Linked DNA regions of Mus musculus: all the other regions are linked to region 1. The links are chromatin contacts, called in public Hi-C maps. All regions are on one chromosome and are shown on one strand. Each heading gives the region's core, a stretch centred on a gene start, on an enhancer-like site or on the middle of the called end of the contact. The rest is flanking DNA. Distances are from core to core; before and after follow the strand shown.

What was found. A called contact is a pair of places that touch in the nucleus more often than the background predicts.
Region 2: a contact with region 1 is called in a Hi-C map of pancreatic cancer cells, with 6 times the contacts expected there. The contact joins the promoter of 1700108F19Rik here to the enhancer-like site in region 1. A contact is called at or near these places in 1 of 39 promoter capture datasets (the SN4741 cell line), 3 of 15 datasets of contacts at CTCF or cohesin (the NIH/3T3 cell line and pro-B cells), 20 of 484 Hi-C or Micro-C datasets (the Ba/F3 cell line, the C2C12 cell line, DN2 thymocytes and 13 more), 8 of 115 datasets of contacts at active chromatin or transcription factors (acute myeloid leukemia, bone marrow-derived dendritic cells, embryonic stem cells and 2 more) and 1 of 9 other capture datasets (embryonic stem cells).
Region 3: a Hi-C map of the C2C12 cell line shows a contact between it and region 1, with 3 times the contacts expected there. The contact joins two enhancer-like sites. A contact is called at or near these places in 2 of 15 datasets of contacts at CTCF or cohesin (both in the NIH/3T3 cell line), 31 of 484 Hi-C or Micro-C datasets (the 3T3-L1 cell line, the AML12 cell line, the C2C12 cell line and 21 more), 9 of 115 datasets of contacts at active chromatin or transcription factors (acute myeloid leukemia, bone marrow-derived dendritic cells, bone marrow-derived macrophages and 3 more) and 1 of 9 other capture datasets (embryonic stem cells).

What each region holds. Positions count from the first base shown.
Region 1 is chr14:77,006,606-77,010,732 of GRCm38.p6, reverse strand. No RefSeq gene overlaps it. Among named protein-coding and RNA genes, the nearest start is that of Lacc1, 28 kb to the left of the region's middle. Within about 2 kb of position 2,287, at least 11 of the 459 cell types and tissues checked have an H3K27ac peak or open chromatin away from gene starts, as enhancers often do. A contact at or near this core is called in the C2C12 cell line, the HL-1 cell line, the NIH/3T3 cell line and 2 more, where this site is marked.
Region 2 is chr14:76,675,861-76,679,987 of GRCm38.p6, reverse strand. It overlaps 1700108F19Rik (RIKEN cDNA 1700108F19 gene), which reads right to left and starts at 2,420. Exons shown (of 5, transcript NR_015485.1): 1 at 2,309-2,420; 2 at 1,609-1,750; 3 at 390-533. It overlaps 1700105F02Rik (a long non-coding RNA gene), which reads left to right and starts at 2,403. Exons shown (of 3, transcript XR_383611.3): 1 at 2,403-2,698; 2 at 3,448-3,596.
Region 3 is chr14:76,697,240-76,701,366 of GRCm38.p6, reverse strand. No RefSeq gene overlaps it. Among named protein-coding and RNA genes, the nearest start is that of 1700105F02Rik, 22 kb to the right of the region's middle. Within about 2 kb of position 2,391, at least 117 of the 459 cell types and tissues checked have an H3K27ac peak or open chromatin away from gene starts, as enhancers often do. A contact at or near this core is called in the C2C12 cell line, the HL-1 cell line, granulosa cells and 1 more, where this site is marked.

The DNA.
Region 1 (4,127 bases), core at 1,038-3,537:
AGTTAAATCAGACGAGCTTTCTGCCACAATTGCACCGGTATATCTTGCAGGAGAATCAACATTGTAGATCACAGACTTGGTAGCTGGATTTGGATTTATCTTTCTCCTTTCATGGCATGCAGGGTAGCCTCCAGTACCATGAACACTAGTCTCTAAAGCTGAGAGCTCTGGGCAGGCTCCAGTGCAACTTCTTTGTGCTTGATAAGCCTTGTAGGTGTTGTCTTCAGCCCTGGTGCTCTTACCTCTCTGTCTGTTGCCTGATGATGGATTTTTCTCCTTCCACGATGTTCCCCAAACGTCAAAATACAGCCACAGTGATATCAGGAGCTAAGCCATTAGTCTAGCACCACAACTTTCTGATATTTTCTGTCTTACCCTAGGCATGATACATGGATACGTGCAGATGTTGAATGTCCATGCACTTAAATTAATTCTATCCCCAAAGCAGAATGAGACCAATTAATTTGTTCTGAATATAATTTCTCTTCAGTTAAGACAATGCTTCCCGACCTTCCTCATGCTTCAACCCTTTAATACAGTTCTCCATGTTATGGTGACCTCCCCATCATAAAATTATTTCATTGCTACTTCATACCTGTAACTTTGCTACTGCTATAAATCATAATATAAATATCTGATATGCAGGATATCTGATATACAATTTCCAAAGGGCTTACAACCCATAGTCTGAGAACAGCTTAACTCAAAACACTATAAACATGGAATTATCAAAGTGCATATTTTTCTCTTTTGGTTGTTTGTGGATTTTTCCTATGTTTTACTTAATAAAAATAATATTTACTCTTAAATCATGTTTTATCTTTCTCACTTCTCAAGTGAATGTTTCTTGTTTCTCCTGTATGGTTTGCTATCTAATTTCCCAAGAGTCATTTAATAATATTTTGGTGTTTCTTTGATTCACCACATGGCACTGGTTATTGCTGATTATAATGGGAGATCTGGCTCATTTTCTTAAAACATTATTCAGAATAGCTTTCACTTTTACCGAAAATTGCAAAGATAATAGAACGAGTCATATTAACCCCACTCCTAGTGTCTCTGAACATCTTACATTAGTTTGATTTACTTCTTGAAATTAATGAACTGGTGTTAATACACTATTATCAAATAAAATCCATACTTCAGTAAAATTAAATTTCTTTTCACCTAATGTCTTTTTTTTTGATGACCTAATATTTCAGCCTTTTCTTTGGGGACCCCATCTAGGATCCCCCACTGCATCTAATCAGAACTCCTTGTGTTGATCTTAGCTGTAACAGTTTTATGATTCCAGGATGTTGCGTGATCACCGCAGCATTGAGCTGTGTTAGTCAGGTATTTTGTTGAGTATCTCTCAATTTGGCTTCATCAACTCTTCCTCCATGGTTTAATGTACAATGCACTGAGTTGTGCTCAATCTCAGCGAGGGGTGTGGAATCCGCACAAATCGTGTGAAACCCTATCTGGGACGTTTACTATTTATCTCATCATTTATAGAACATGGTCTTTTGAGTAGGTATTGTTGGGTTATAGACATATTGGTTTATTTTTGTGGCCCCAAAGAGCCATTTGGAGCTTCTGTAGACGGATTCCCACGCATCTTTGATATAATCCCATCCTTATTCCTTTTGAACTACAGAGCTATAAATCACTTTATTTACTAGGATTACCTGATACTTTTTAATGCATCACCATGATTCAATTTTTAAAAACGTTGAGTGTCTATTGAAAGCAGGGCCTTGGATTAGAAATATTTTTTAAATCTCTTATGGTGTCTCTTCAGATTTAAGAACAGGTGTGTCCTTTTCAGTGGAGAATCGTTTCAGTGACACCGAGGCCCACACAGTTTACTCCAGCATGACCCAACTTGGGCGCTTTATTTACCTGGCTGTGTTCATAACCAGAGAATCTGCATGCAAATCTTAAGGACCCCTTCATTTTCTTCATGTCTAAGTATGCATAACAAAAGTCCAGAACTTTGGGAGTTGGGGGGGGGGGTGCCAGCCCTGGGTCCAGCCCCAATACTACTTAGTTTCATGACTGTAGTGACAAAATAACACAAATTACTTTTTTTTTTATGATACCTTGTAGATACTGGGTGCTGATTTTAGAAAATGCACATCATTGAGGATGTAGGTGTCTCATGGTGCCCTTAAACTGAACACAGAGATTTGACCCTCTTGGTTTGCATGATGTCATGGGGCGTGGGGGGTGGGGGAGCGTTGTGTTGAATGAGAAGGAGCCATGCTTAGCAGTTGAATAAAACATTGGGTAGACTGCCACCAGGTGGCAGAAGCACTCTGATTGGCAAGGACACTCCTAAAGGACTTGCAGGTAATTAGCCAGCTCTTCCTCTTAGTCACTGCTTCAAGTTCAGATGACAGGAACAGGTCTGAATGTACAATTGAGCTTTATAATTTCCTATCAAGACACCAGCGATCTTTCAGGTTCCCAAGCAGAAGTCTTTGAGTTATTTTTGTTACATCTGATCTTTTATTTATTGAGAGATACTGCCTGTTCTGACCGGCTCCCCCGCCCCCCCCGCCCCCTACTTCTTTGCTCCTTTCGCAAAACCTCTGATTCAGATGTACCAAGAAAAAAAAAAAAAAAAAAAAAAACTTTAAACTGAATGCAACTTTCCAAGTCTGAGTCACTGCTTGTGAATTTTTTTTTTATTTGAGACCCTTCTTTCACCTCACCCATGCTCTGCAAATAGGAGTTACTTTTATGGTTCAGGGTTGGAGGTATTGTATGCAATATATATATATATATATATATATATATATATATATATATATATATACATACATACACACACACATATATACACACACACAATAAATATATATATGCACAAAATATATATGTACTATATATATATATGCACTATATATACACACATATATACACACATATATACACACATATATACATACACACACACACACAGCCACTCTTACACCAGACTCTATCTCTTCCCTCCTAGTAGAAAAAGCCTTGTCACAACATGGAGCTCTGCTCTGTTACAGGCAATGGCTAGGCACAGTAGGGACTCATGTGCTTCTTGCAGAGGAAGTCACGAAAACATTGGTCCTGAGGTTGAGTCTGAAGGTAATTCAAACAGTTGAAATGATCATAGAGGTGGGTTGAGGGGAAATGGCGTGATCTTTCAAAGCCCGACACTGTTATTTAGGTGTATAGGGCAGTGGTTAGAAATGATATTAAAATAAAGGGGCAAGAGACCACATTATGGGGGTGGCTGAACGACATGCAAAGAAGTTAGGACTTTATCTTTTGGGCATTGTTGTAAGGTCTAGAAAGAATAATAAGAAAGATAGACTTGCATTTCAGAAAGATGCCCCCATGGTTTTATAGAGATTCATGAGAGGGGAGTAAGATCTACCGCATGGAAACCACATTGGAATGACCACAGAGCCTGGATGGGTGGCGGGGATATTTAGACCTAAAACAAAGTAAGGAAAGGGCAGAATAGCACTTGTAAGTCAGCAAAGAATCAAGTCTGATTGAGGTAAATGGCTGGGTGGCCACCAGGTTCCTGGCTAAGGTCACTGGATGAGTGGGTGGTGATCTCATTCATTAGGACAGAGGATACAGCAGCTAGGAAGATTATATTGGTGATATGAGAAGCTAAATTTATTTTGGGAGCATTTTTATCTTATGTATGCCAATCAGCTTCACATATATATATGGAAGGCATCAATAAATGATGCATTATTGAGCATTCATCCTAAAAAGTCCCAAGGCTGTTTCTTTCCCACGGGTTTCTTCTTTCTTTTCCCACAGTCTTCCCAACATGAAATTTCTGTGGCTTATTTCGTGTACCTTTTAAAGCTTTTCTCACAGGGGAGTTCCTCAGTCATTGTAAAGGTTTCAATATAAACTCTACAAGCAAAGAATCGGTCCTTAGTCTAAAGGAGCTCGGTGTCCATGGCAGAACTGTGGCTTGGTTAACTGCAGTGTTTTCATGGGACATCTGGACAATGGGGATCTATCTCCTTTTGGGTAGGAGGAGTTGGAGAGAGCTGCTGGGGAGAAGCTAGGCCTGGGTAAAACACTAACAGATGACAGCGCTGGAAACCTAAAGGATGCGCAGATGATCAGCATTA
Region 2 (4,127 bases), core at 1,171-3,670, 330 kb after region 1:
CTATCAGGGATTTTGGGGTGAAGGGTGGGTAGAACTACTGCCTAATTTCACTCATCAACAAAGAAACAACCCTGAAGAAATGTCCTGAAAGAAGTGGCTTCTTCTTCTTCTTCTTCTTCTTCTTCTTCTTCTTCTTCTTCTTCTTCTTCTTCTTCTTCTTTTTTTCAAGACAGGGTTTCTCTGTGTAGCCCTGGCTGACCTGGAACTCACTCTGTAGACCAGGCTGGCCTCGAACTCAGAAATCCGCCTGTCTCTGCCTCCCAAGTGCTGGGACTAAAGGTGTGAGCTACCATTGCCCGGCTACAAGAAGTGGTTTCTTTTGTACCACCAATGACACCGTCTCAGAGCTCTATGGAATAGCACCTTCTTCCAAACTATTGCCAACTTACCTTGAGGCCAAAACCAGGCAGGATGTCCTGTACACGCTGATAGAAACTGCACACCATAGCCTTGGCCACTGATGCATCTGACTATTGACAATTCCACATTTTATGTAAGAAATCTGAGATGCTCTGTCAGACGCCAACAAGTTCCTCAGTAGAAAAGACAGAAAGTTAGCCACCTTACTTATCTATCGCCCTCGTGATCTGGAGGATCCATAATGACTTCAAGAATGTAACACATCCAGTCCTCAAAGAACCCTGGTGGGTGGTCAGGGTCCTAGGAGAACACAGCAGAGGTCTAAGATGAATATTAAAGTGAACAGTATATTTAGTCAGCAAAATCCCTCTGGGCATAGCTGGCAACCAGACTTCTACACTGAAGTCTACACTTTCTGTCACGATGACAACTACAGAAATGTTCACACGAGAAAGTGAAAGGCTCAAAATGCCTTTGTAAAAACTGTTCAGTTGTGAATTCTTCAAACCTCCTCCAAAGTCCACAAATAGTTGAGTGGTGGCTTCCTGGTTCCAGTTTGTCCTTCCTCGCTCTTATTGAATAAATCCATCAAACGCCCACCCTGCTCTGGGAAAGCATCCCTGCACAAACAATAGACCAGGCAGAGTCTTTGTAACACAAACCCAGCCTGCCCAGAAGGGAAAAAGCCAATTGAAAGACACAATGCAGGGGGTGATCTGGCAGGGACAATAGAGCATCCCGCTCTTGCCTTGAATTCCCCTGGTTTTGATGTCAGTGCCCAGGCCCTGGGCTCCTTCCTCAGTAAAATGCATAGATCTGAATCTTCGAGAGGTTGGTGGAAAGAGAAAGCATGACCCTGAGACAACTTCTGGGCCAGCGAGGGGCCAGCTGTCACTGCACAGCTGTGCTCTATGAGGTTACCCTGTGAGCACAAACCCTTCTAGGACAGCACCCTGGGGACAGCCCTGGCAGAACTAAGACATGAAGACTCAGAGAATTTGGCCTGGGTCTTTGATTTGCAGAACTGGATATTGAATCTTGGGACTCCTGTGTGCCAGCAAGAACTCTGTCATTAAACTATCATATCCCAGCTCTTTTTTACTTTTTTATTTTGAGGGATTGTCTCACTAAATTGCCCAGGCTGGCTCTAAACTTCCCCTATAGCCCAGGAAGGTCTTGAACTTTCATCCTCCTGCTTCAGCCTCCCAAGGCGTATGGTTACAGGCCTCCCACGTTCAGCAGCCTTACCTGGTTATTAAGCGGTAGGAAAACCTCCAAAGGAGGTCTGGTGGCAGTAGAAAGCATCTTGCAGTTTTGGAAGTTTGTGTATTTTTTCCCAAGTGATTGCAATAGTATGACCTCATCCATCTCCCTCTCCCTTACGCTCCACCTATGTGCTCTCAAAGAAAGACAGCCATTACTCCAGTGGTGGGCCTGGGGAGTCGGCAGTGAATCCCACCAGGCTGAGATGTCAGACCATCTCCACTACTGCCACTCAACTTGTCTGGATAGGGTGACCAGAGGCATGAGGCTAGCCATGGCCTGCACCACATCTACAGCTTCCTGGGATTCAGGATCTACCTGAGGCAGACTATGCTAATTGACCCAGAGAGCCAGGTCCCTCCCCCTTCTCACTCCTACTTCCAACTACAGAGGCTACAGCTTAATGGTTCCTTTCTTGAGGCTAGGTGATGACAGGTGAACCCTTATTCTGCCTATGAAATGGGATCAGAAGTCTCCCAAAGGCTTTCCTGAGAGAACAAGACGATCTTAGCTGCCACACCCCTTCTGTTTCTACCCTCAGTTTCTGTCTTGACTGTGCCCTGGGTGCACAACTCTCTTACAAAGGGGGAAATGTGACTTGGGGCTCACTGACTTCATAGCCCCTGCTCCCAACTCTGACTTTCCACACAGACAACAATCAACAGAAAGAAATGTGAGGCAGTACATAATAGAGACCAGAGCACTGGGCTCAGCTGCTCTTGCTGCATTCTAGTGGTCCAGCCTGGCCTCAGCTCATCAATCCCCTCGAGTCTTCTTCTCATTTGTGATCACGACTTGGGTAAAGGCTCTGAGGCACCCTCCAGTGTTCCAGTTCTATACTTAGGAATCTAGAATTTGAACATTCTCTAACTGGTTGCTAAGCCACTCTATGCCCAAAGCAAAGCTTCATCTAACAGACCAGGACCCTATGGAAACAGCCATCGAGTGACCCAAGGACGTCACCATTCTCCCCGCTGCTGTATAGCACTGTCCTGACACACCATGAACCCAAGTCCCTGTATCTTCTCAAGACATAACAAGACTCATTGTACACAGTGAAGAGACTCCATAGAAGGTAGGTCTGTGATACTGTCATCTAACTACATTCTCTGACCCATTTCTGTGGGTGCTCAAACTTCACTTGGTACGGGAGGAAGTCTTTTTTGTGACATCCAACTTTATGCTCTTTCAAAAACCCAAAGGCAACAACGGAGAAACAAAGGGGAAGGAGAAGCTCAGAACCACTGAGCAGGCCAGAGACAGCAGTTACACACACACACACACACACACACACACACATGCATGCCCCAGGCCGACCACCCTACACCCTGCCCTCCCAGCTCTGTGTATGACAATACAAAATAAGACACTAAAATCAGAAATATGTCCTCCTTTCCAGAACAGTCTGTGAATTGTCTGTTTCTTCTCATGGATGGTGGCACTGGTATTTGGCTCTGTGACCTCAGATGAAATGTCACCATCCAAACATCAGGAGAAGTCACAGAAAGATAGGAGAGCCAGCAAAGTAGGGAGTTGGTTTACTTTTCTCTCTTTTTTTTCTCTTTATTATCTGCTTTCAATTTTATAGCTCACTTTGTCCTGCCCTATTTTCTCTCTCCGTTTATTTATTTATTTATTTATTTATTTTTCTTGCATCTCCTTGATTTTCTGAGGCCTTAGGTTCTAGTGGGTCCTCTGAACTTTTGACGATACCTCATGTTTATCAGATGGAATCCTGTGCTACAACCTGCACAGGCTTTTCCAAATCAAAGGCGGCAGCCATGTCCTCCACTCAGTAATTTTCCATCTTGTTCACACTTCTAGGTTCAAACCTGGGCCTGGTTGTTTCCCGTAGCTTCAGATGGGGGAACTGCCAGGCAAGTGTAAGATGGTGGGATCACAGTGGATCTAGGCCTGCATGAAGTACTGGGAACAAAATGTCTCCACTCCCTCCTGAGATCTCTCCCACTACTGTAAGTAAGACACGGCCGTTACTCCTTTCAAGTCATCATCAAGTCTACCACCATATAACTTGCTTTTAGCTCAGCTGTTCCCTAGGGTCTGTTGTTTGATGGGAAGGTTTGTTATCACTGGGCACAAGTCAACTGTAAGAATCAACATGAGGAGGGAGGCTGGCACAGTGGTTACACGGCCAGGATTTGGGTAGCAACTGGATTCAGTCTTAATTCTCTCTCTCTCTCTCTCTCTCTCTCTCTCTCTCTCTCTGGCATCTCAGATATGTCTTTTTTTTTTCTTTCATTTCCTGAGCTGTTTAAGTAGCCAGTGCTAATGTGGGTTGTTAGTTTTGTAGGAACCTATAAATAATTTCCTTATTATATGCCTGCCATTTAAAGGTTCCTCAATAAATGCCAATAAAGAAACAAAAACTACTTCTTGAATACTTTTCAGAGCCAGGCATTCAGACTTGGCCAGCAAGAACATTAAACAACTTGGCCAAGGACATGAGGCTATTGAGAGACACATCCGAGGTAGGATTTGAACCC
Region 3 (4,127 bases), core at 1,142-3,641, 310 kb after region 1:
AATAGACAATTTGGCCCTGGGAATATATGGGGAATGAAAGATCACCTATATTTGAGGTCACCACAGTGGTAGATAGTCTGTGAGACTCCTCCCTTACCAATCATACAAAAATATAAGCCAGAATATCCATCATTCTGACTGTCTTAGTTAGGGTTTCTATTGCTATGAAGAGACACCATGGTCACAGCAACTCTCATAAAGAAAAGCATTTAATCAGGACTGGCTCATAGTTTAGAGGTTTAGTCCCCTGTCATCATGACAGGAAGCATAGCGGCCCCGCAGGCAGACACAGTGCTGGAGAGGGAGCTGAGAGTTCTACACACAGATCTGCAGGCAACAGGAAGAGAGGGTGATACTGGGACTGCCTTGGGTCCCCCAAACCCCAAAGCCCACCCACTTCTTTCAACAAGGCCACACCTCCCAATAGTGCCACTCCCTGTGAGCCTGTAGGGGGCCAATTTCAGTCAAACCACCACTTAGAAAATTTTGACACTTTGGACCACAAACCTAGAGGAGTTTTCTAAATAGCATACATGCCCTGCTGTGAACAACGAAGGGCTTATGGATCTCAACTGTTTAAACCTAAAAAGAAGTCATGATGTATCAATGAAAGGGTATATCACTTTTCTATCATTTTCCTCTTTAAAATTGTGATGCTTTAAAGAGACTAGCAAGGAGTAAATATTCAACACAGTGTATTATACTATAATGTATAATGGGAAGTTAACTAAAGTGGCTATTTTCTGGATTTTTGTCTTAAGTCATCCCAAAGGTCCATGTGAAAAAGTTGATCTCCAGATGAGGCAGAAGCCTGATGACAGGGCCATGAGATTAGGGCGTAGTAGAGCCTTTAGGAGGTGGGAGCTGGGGGTGTGTCCTTAGGAGACGCCAGGGAACCTCCCTCACATTCATTTCTTTGTGGTTCTTCTGTTCAGTCACATGCTCCCACCATGATATACTGTCTCACCACAGGACTAAGGCAACTGGATGCATTCATGCTGGAGTCAAACATCTGAAATGGTGTTTTACTAATAATTTCAAAAAAATTATTGCGATAGGAAGATGACTAACACAACATGTGGTTTGGGTTGCTGAGGAGAGTAATATGATGTGTAGACATGAGTAGAATACGTATGTGTAGATACTATCTAGTATATTTATATATTAGATAGTATATATATATATATATATATATATATATATGAAATACATAGACAGTATATGTATATACCAAATGAGTCCCACACAGAAAAAAAAGGAGGGGAAGAAAGTATCAGACTGCATTTGACATTTCTATCAACCCATCCCCCATTCTCCTCATCCCCCTTAAACATAGTCCCCAACAAATTATGCTCAACACTTATTCATATTGAAAATAAAGTGATTAAATTTCAGAGTTCACTCTAGATCAGAGTTGGTAATCTTTGATACTCTCCTTCCCCTGTCACTAAGGAGGGAAGCTTCTGGTGTTTTGTTGTCACTGCTTATTCTGTTTGTGCCATACTATATAGATTAGGCCTCAGATCGTGTACGTAACAGGTAATCAATCAACCAATCAATCAACCACTGAGATTCTTCTTGGTGGTGGTGGTTTTTTTGTTTTGTTTTGTTTTGGGGGGATTTTTTTTTTTTGAGGCAAGGCTTCACAAAGTTGCCTAGATCGGCATCAAACTTTATCCTTTTGAATTTGTTATCCTTCAGCCTTCTGCGTAGCTTAGAGAAGAGGCTGCAAGGCCTCCTCTTCTGAATGACTCTTGACCAAGCTGTTTCCTCAGGGAGCAAGCTGACATCTTCCGGGGGTTGCACATGCTGTTCCTAGGTTCTGAGGAGTGACACAGCCAGTTGTACCCAAGACCCTTGGTACAAAACCATGGTGTAAAGAGGTCTTTCCAGTAGTCCTGTGTCCTCCCTCCCTCCCTCCCTCCCTCCTTCCTTTTTTCCTTCCTTCTCCTTGAGTACGGTAAGAACCCAGGGAGCCTTGGACTTGGGCAAGATTACACCACCTTACATGCACTTACCCTTGAATAGCAAGCTACCCTGCGCAGCCTGTGCCACCTTCCATCCTCTATGGGGCTGTCCATACAGGCCCTCAAGGGCAGCCAGCTACAGACCCACCACTGACTGTGGTAACCATCCCATAGAAACAAAGCACAGTACAGTAAAGTCCTTCTCCATATGCTAAGCAAAGATGTAGTACACTAAGCGAAGCAGCCAGCAGATAATCATTTACTTCAGCCATGACCTTTGTGTTGAAGGTAATTAGAATGATTAAGCACCTGCTGGCTGAGGCGATGTTGAAACTGAAATTCTCTGGGCCTGACTCAAGGCTTTTCAACCTTATTCCCGTTCCTCTCAACCCTATGGGGAGAGCAGGGCTCCTGTCATAACAAACAGGGAAATCCCCATCTCAGGCCTCCTGCCTTGAAACCCTGCACCAGGCCAGTGTTTTCCTTTGTCATTGGAGGTTTGTTTACTTGCTGGGCAAAGAGAAGCCTGCAAGCATGTACTTGAACCCAGTGGAAGCAAAGCTGTAGGGATCAAATAGCACTGGGGGTGGGAGGAACCAAGGCCAAAGGCACCAGCAGAGTCTAATCCCAGAAAGTGGCTGCAGCTGTGCTCCAAGGCTGTCATCCTTTTCTTACTGGAACCCTTGGGATGTTGTTTATTTCCTATCTGGACTTACATGAGCGTGCCAGCCTAGGGTACTAACGTCACGGTGAGGTGAGCTGCCCTCCTTTCATCAATGTTGATTTTCATTTGGACTCCTCCATTTTTGGCAGGACATAGCTCTGCCAACGTTTTTTTGTCTTCTGACCACGGCCTTGAGAACTAACCCCCTCCACCGAGCTCCACCCCAGCTTATCCCCCAGCTTCCCGTGAGAAATCAGAGACTTAAAGATGATCAAGTTCACAGCGATGCTTAATTAAAACTGTTTCTCTTGAATGGACTGGAAGATCCTCTGAGGCCAACAGGAGAGGAGAAGGGAGTAATAGAACTGGGTAGTCTAAAATGTGCAGTGAAAGCTGAGATTTGCAGGCACAGTCACGCAGAAGGCTTGGATTGGCGTGTTTAGACACTGGGAGCCAAATTCTCCCCTTGACTGCACTCTGTGCCTCTTGTCCTTGAGCTAGCGTGGGGGACACACAGTTTCCACCTTTCCAGGATGCAGAAACACACGAGGTCCCCAAGAGATGGAGGCTCCGCCCTTATCGAGCAAGAGGAAGGCAGTGTTACCACAGGAAGCAATTAGTATGAGGCCCCGAATGGGAAGAGTTCCTGGAATCAGAGAGGTGAAGGAGGAAGAAGGAGAGAGGGAGCCAGTGTACTGTCCAGGGAGGCCTGGGAATCCCAAAAGGTCTCAAGTCCGTACTTCTTTTCAATTATTGTCAAAAACAAAAAAAAAAGACCCCAAACAAACATGTACAGGCTTTAAAATGGGACCATGTAAGAACCATGTAAGAATCAGACTTTACTAAAATTCATTGAGAAATTCAAAGATCAGAACACAACAAACCTGAAATTCTAGTGCCTTCCCCTCACACACTTCATCTTTTGCTCAAGGAAGAGATGAGTCTTCAAGACCTGCTTACAAAAGTACCCTACACGTGGAAGACACTCAACAAAGGCCTACTCTAACTCTGAACAACGACTTTGGTTACCATTATTGTACCTAGGCTGTGTTCAAGGAGCTTGTGTGAACACACAAAGTATACGTAGGATGGTAAATAAATCCCAAGCCAGATTCTGCTTCTCTCCAAAGCTTCACATAAGTAGGCAGAGCAAAACACTAAAGGCCACCGGTGTGGCTAAGAGTAGACCCAAACAGACAGTTACCATTCCTCCTTCTCTCGGTGGTATAGAGATGCTAATAATTGTGCTTGGTGATGGAGGGGGACATTAGGAGGAAAAAAAAAGCAAAATCCATATCAGGAAACACACACATGCACACACATGCATGCGCATACGCACATACACACATACACAAGCACACAGATGCTATTTGTATTCAAATTTGTCCAGGTGTGTGTGTGTGTGTGTGTGTGTGTGTGTGTGCACATACATGCATGCACATGCACACACATACATGTGCATACCTACATGGAAGCATGCATGTGTGCGTGTGCTT